Regions from separate parts of the Mus musculus genome. Here region 1 is linked to region 2. Evidence: chromatin contacts called from public HiChIP or PLAC-seq data. All regions are on one chromosome and are shown on one strand. Each heading gives the region's core, a stretch centred on a gene start, on an enhancer-like site or on the middle of the called end of the contact. The rest is flanking DNA. Distances are from core to core; before and after follow the strand shown. Region 1 overlaps Spon1 (spondin 1, (f-spondin) extracellular matrix protein). Region 2 overlaps Gm39072 (a long non-coding RNA gene).

Evidence for each region. HiChIP or PLAC-seq counts read pairs in DNA pulled down with a chosen protein or histone mark.
Region 1: an H3K4me3 HiChIP or PLAC-seq map of forebrain shows a contact between it and region 2, with 4 times the contacts expected there. The contact joins two enhancer-like sites. A contact is called at or near these places in 1 of 39 promoter capture datasets (cranial neural crest), 1 of 484 Hi-C or Micro-C datasets (cortical neurons) and 7 of 115 datasets of contacts at active chromatin or transcription factors (bone marrow-derived macrophages, craniofacial prominence, embryonic basal ganglia and 4 more).

Annotation. Positions count from the first base shown.
Region 1 is chr7:114,019,281-114,022,222 of GRCm38.p6, forward strand. All of the region lies in intron 7 of Spon1 (spondin 1, (f-spondin) extracellular matrix protein), which reads left to right. Among named protein-coding and RNA genes, the nearest start is that of Gm51454, 16 kb to the right of the region's middle. Within about 2 kb of position 1,636, at least 81 of the 459 cell types and tissues checked have an H3K27ac peak or open chromatin away from gene starts, as enhancers often do. A contact at or near this core is called in forebrain, where this site is marked.
Region 2 is chr7:113,672,009-113,674,946 of GRCm38.p6, forward strand. All of the region lies in intron 1 of Gm39072 (a long non-coding RNA gene), which reads right to left. Among named protein-coding and RNA genes, the nearest start is that of Gm39072, 11 kb to the right of the region's middle. Within about 2 kb of position 1,268, at least 19 of the 459 cell types and tissues checked have an H3K27ac peak or open chromatin away from gene starts, as enhancers often do. A contact at or near this core is called in forebrain, where this site is marked.

The sequences.
Region 1 (2,942 bases), core at 386-2,885, 350 kb after region 2:
GGTTAAGAATAAGGCTTAGGACAGAGCCCCCAAGAGCCCCCACTCTTCATGGTAAAGCCTTGGCTTCAAATGAAACCAAAAGAGAACAGCACAAAGGTGCCCAAGGAAAGAGTAGCTCCCTGGAACCCAGGGAAGACTGAGGGACACAGCCAGCTAGGCCCTACCCAGCATGAAGTCAGTCAATAGAGTCACAGACACTAAGCCACTGTGCCCTTCTGCTGTGGGATGGGAGAACCCTGCATGCAGCAGGGGAAACCTTAACCCTGCTGTAGAAGACAAAGTCTGACTTGGTTGTGACGCAGAAGGGAAGAAAATCGAGTTGGATTTGTGTGTGTGTGTGTGTGTGTGTGTGTGTGTGTGTGTGTGTGTGTGTGTTTTGGTGGCTTGGAGGTGTTTTAGGTTTTGGTGACGGGGTTGTTTCTCTCTCTCTCTCTCTCTCTCTCTCTCTCTCTCTGTGTGTGTGTGTGTGTGTGTGTGTGTGTGTGTGTGTGTTACTTCCAACGGGTGAAAGACATGTTGAAATTTGAAAGAAGTATTATATGGGGAATACCTTCCCACACTTTACCTGCCCCTCAGACTTTCTGAGACCCAGTGGAAACAAAGATAAAAAAAAAGGAAGGAAGGAAGGAAGAAAGAAAGAGAGAGAGAGAGAGAGAGAGAGAGAGAGAGAGAGAGAGAGAGAGAGAGAAAGAAAGAAAGAAAGAAAGAAAGAAAGAAAGAAAGAAAGAAAAAACAAAAAATTAATTGATGGCAAACACTCAGTTCACAAACAGCCCAAACCTTTCCACCCCACACTATGGGCTCATTTAGGGAAAGGAATTTTCCTTTGATTTTCCCAAACCCTCTATTCCCCTTTCCTTTCCAAATCTCATTAGGAAGTCAAATTAGGAAGCCTGCACGAAGCCAGGTTTTGTTTTGCACTAACAACCCCGCCCCCCCACCACCCCCATTCTCCCCCCCCCCCCCATCCCCATCCCTGCAAGTCTGATGGAGGTTAATGGGATTCCAGCCTCTTCACCCAGTGGAAAAGCCAGGGTGACCTACTTTGCAAAGCACTGCCTGTTGAAACTGACTTTTTTTCTCAGCAGTCTTCATCCGCATTCCCAGCACCCCTTCTCAAAGGGCAGGAGCGGATGAACGAATCAACGGTGACATGTTTGATTCAATAAATCAAGCCAGAGCCCTGACAGCCCAATGTTCGGGTAGAGACAGGGAAAGACGAATTCCGAGCAAAGCCGCATCCTTCACTGGTTCTTTGCAAACACAAGTGAGAAACAGTTCCTGCAATCATTGTGAATTTGCACTACTCCAGGGTGGTCTGAATGCTAAGAATTACCGGAACTTTCAAAGATATTCATCTCCTGGAAAGGACTGGCATTCCCCCTAAATTATTCCCACCCATTCCTCTTGGTTATCTCTTGCTTAGACAATGGCCGGTGTTTGTGAGATCAGCGGTGCAAAGACTGGGTCTACTTCTCCAGAAATGAAACCAGAAACAGCCCTCGGATTCCGAGGTCCCTCTTGCCTCCTCCTAGCAAGAGTCACCTGGGTCCATCGACGCCCGTGGGGTAGTAAAGGAACTCGGACTTGAGCAGGTGGTAGATCTGCATGTCCAGATGGACTTGGAATCCCAAATACCTTCTGGTTAGAAACTAATGTTGCAAAAACTTGACAAACCCTGATCCGCCAGCACCGTGCTTCAGTCTAATGAATGGCTTGGGCGCCCCCTAGTGGCTTAATAGAGTTCCTGCACTTGAGAAAACAAATTGAGACCAAAGTAAAACCTTTTAAAAACTATTACTAGGTAGGTCTCACTGGTGAGGATTTGTAACTTAGAAGGCAAGGACCAGAGTGTAGATTGATCATAAAATCATCTCTCGCCTCTTTTCCTCTGTGGTATTTTGGGAAGTTTTGCTGAAAATGAGGCACTGTACTGTCAGGAACCAATGAGAAGCCATTTCTTCACAGTTAAATACACTGGTCCCATATTGCAGGTTTAGTAACTACAAGGAAAGGTGGGGTTAAAAGCACTCGCTTCTCTGCCCTCATCCCATGCACCTCACCCTCTCAGAGGTCAGGAAAGACATTTCTTCATGTACATATTTATTTTTAATTTATGTGTGTGTAAACTGTTCATAACTTTACTAGGACTGGGTCTTTTTCTCAGAGATGTGGCTTATCACTGTGTAGATGCTGACACTTTTCAATTATGCTGGATGGGGACACTTTTATGACACTCTTATTTTTCTTGGCACCAGAGGTCTTCTGATTCACATCTTAGGTGCCCTCCAGAAAGCTAGAGGCTTGGTCTCCAGCTGTGGCATTCTTAAGAGGTGATGGAAACTTTAAGACTTGGTAAAAAGGCTCACTGGTGGTGGTGCACACCTTTAATCCCAGCACTCTGAGGCAGAGGCAGCTGGAGCTCTGAGTTTGAGGCCAGCCTGGTCAACAGAGTGAGTTCTAGGACAGCCTGGGCTACACAGCGAAACTCTGGGGCAGGGGAGGATGGAAAGAAGTTAGGCCTGTGGAGGTGTGTGCCTGGAACATCTGCTAGGACCCACCTATCCACCCACCCCTCACCCCACCCCAACCCACCCCACCCCTCACCACCTTCTTGTAGCCCCACCATGGTGCACTACGCTGCCCAGTCACAAGGAAATGTGGTCAGGTGACCATGGATTAAAATCTCTGACACCATTAGCCAAAACAAGTTTTTCTTCTTCAAAGACATTTTTCTCCAATGTTTTGTCAGTGGCAGTGGCAGAAAGCCAGAACGAGAGGGTCCATGGAGACTTTTACATTTTGAAATATTTGTGTATAGATATAATGACATGCCTCGGTGACAGGACCCAAATTTCAGCATGCGACAGGTTGCATGCACACCTTTTACAGGAGAATACGTTTGCACAATATTTGAATGCATCTGCCATTTGCCTGTGACC
Region 2 (2,938 bases), core at 18-2,517:
TTAAAAGAGATTATTGGAAGGAAGGCCTCCTTGGGAAACAGCATATTTTATTTAACCTAACACTGTTTAATAAACAGGAACACATTCAAGCCAAGATACAACCTAGAGTGTGACTTTTTTTATTTTTAAAGAATTTTGTTTTTTAGGGCACTCTTAGACTCATGAAAGACTGAATTAGATATGTAGAAGAATTAAATTTAAAAAGTTCTCAGTACAAATTATTAGCCTTTGTCTCAGGACTAACGACCTGGCCTGTACTCGACCATACTCTAATAATTTAATCTATTATTTTATGTTCTACTTGCAGAGAAAGCCCAGCACTGTCCATCCTCAGACTTGTGATTATTGTTGTGTGAGCTAGGGTCTCCCTGTGGAGTATGAGCTGGCTTCCAACCCTCAGCCCTGGTGTCTCTGATTCTCGAGTAAGGAGCGCCAGGTGAACACTGCTGTTTCCAGCTCTCTGGGCAGTATCTGCTTCTCACTGTCCACTCCCTTTTGCCTGAGGCTCACAGGCCTCATAATTCTTGGTTCAGATTGGTTCTAGAGCTCCGAGGGTTCTCCCACTATACCACATTGCTAATTTCATAACAACTGAGACCCAGGTTCTCAAGTACCTTCTGGATATTTAAAACTTACAGGAAAAAAATAAATCAAAGCTAAATACATTAAAAAAAAAAAACCAAACAGATTTCCATACATCCCATCAAGGACTACTTTTTCATATCCTCTAAAAAAATAACTGAATATCTGTTTAATTAAAAGATATGAAATACCTAGGGAAATGAACGGATTGTTCTTCCTGTGTACTGGTGGCATGGCTCCATCCTATTAAACAACTGACCAACAAATAACAAATAACATCAAACTTCTTTTCTCTTATATCCAGGGATATAGCTGGAGATGGCAGAACCCAGCACTGCAGATGACACAGTTTACACGTGAGCTGGGATTTCTAATCACCTCCTCTTCGGCTGCCTTGAAAAATTAAACATGTCATGCATCTATATACAACCAGATGTCCCCAACTCCTCATTGCATTGAGTAATCCTGGATTCTTTATAATTTGAGTTTATCTGGAAAATTACTGAACTGCATGGCAAGAAATTAGACTAAAAATTAAGTCCATCCATCACCTTTTATGAGCCGTGAAAAACGACACCGGGAATAAATCTTCTCAAACAAGACAGTTTCTGTTCCGAGTGGCCCTCACTTGCGGGACATTGATATTCCAAACCATAGCCTGTCGTGTGCTCAGCTTGGCGTGAGAAGAACAAATCAATCCCTTCCTCCCGGTTACCATGTTGATTAAAGCTGCTTTTGTCCGTGCCGGGGACACAGAGGTATTGTTGCTTTTCCCTTAAAAGGCTAAGTACGTGGGAAACCAAAACAGAGGAAGGGAGTCTGCGTGGAAGATGAGTTTGCTAAAGGCCAGCCTCCATCTTCCCAAGATTCCAAGCAGGCTTTTTACAGCAGAGATAAAGAAGGCTCGGAGAACCTTGGGACTGCTCACACACTGACACATGTGAAAATGGACCAGGTCTGAGCCCTGTCCCAAATCTTTGTGGCTTCCCTCACGATACCCCGCACTAACAGATCAATGGAAGCAGGGAAAGAATGGCCAAGAAGCATCCCTTGCGATCAGAACTGAGAACGGAGAGTTCCTCTTGTCCCCGTACCCCTAAAGACTCCTTCCCTCGGCTCACAGCCTGCCACCGTTCCCTCTAGGTGCAATAGTTTGAGTCGTGAGTGGGAAGCTGCCAGCAGTGACTCATGCCAGGCACCCCCTCGAAGCCCTCCTGACGTTTCGGAATTCTCCTACCTCAGCTGCCTCTTAAAGAATTCATTACTGCCTGCATCTGCGTGGTATGGATGCCCTCTGAGATATCTAGCGGGGAGTCCCTCTCTTTAACCTAAATATCAAAGTCACAATCAATGCCCTCGCAGCTGAAGCCCACTCTCTGACTCTTGCAGAATCAGCCTGCAGCTTCCTCAGCAGGCCACCGATAAGCAGGCATTGTACCCCCTACTTCTTACTGCTCTTAGTAAATATCCTGGGCACTGGTTGATGCTTACGGGAGCTCACCAGGGAGCAGGTCTTCCCACAGTGGCCTGAGTTCTAGGCTGTTTAAGCAGCCTCCATCGGTGCCGTGTCACACCTTTTATGACCAAGAAAGATGTTAAGCCTTTCAGCAGTCACGATGTCATCTTTGTGAAAAACCAACACTATAGCCACCTCACAGAGAGACCGGCATGCTTGGACACCCACAGTGGTGCCGAGGATCCTGAACCTGGGAAGCCACATAGAGAGCAGAATCCTAGGCTACCAACTGTCTCTACCTAGAGCCAGCGATGGGAGCCACTGACGGCCCTCCCTGAATAGCCTAATGTCCTCAGCCATTGTGTTTACTGGGCCCACCTTTTCCATCAGCTTCTCTGCTGTGCCCATCAGCATTTAAGCATTGTTGGAGAAAGGCCACACATCCAGCTTTAGCAGGGGCATGATCTGGCCTGCTGCTGCTGCTGCTGCTGCTGCTGCTGCTGCTGCTGCTGCTGCTGCTGCTGCTGAGTCATCTCCCAAAGGTTCCTTCACTTCCATCAGAACCTGGCCTGCAGCAATTTCACTGTGGCCAGGAAATTACCAGTCACTCCTACTCTCCCAAGCTCCATTCTTACAGGAGGTCTCTGAGCTAGCAACCTCCAGCTCTGGAAGGTTTAGGGCCAGGCTTCCTTCCCATTTGTGACACTAGTGTGTTGAATTAGTGTCTGAGTTGAGAAAGCACAGGAAAGCCTTTAAACTTGAGCCTCCCCCCCCCCATCTCCTTTCAATCTTTTTTTTTTTTTCACTTATTCATTTCTAGATCACTGTCTCCCTCCCGATCACTCCCTCCCACAATCCTTTCTCCATTCCCCACTACCCTTCTCCTCTGAGGGGGTAGGT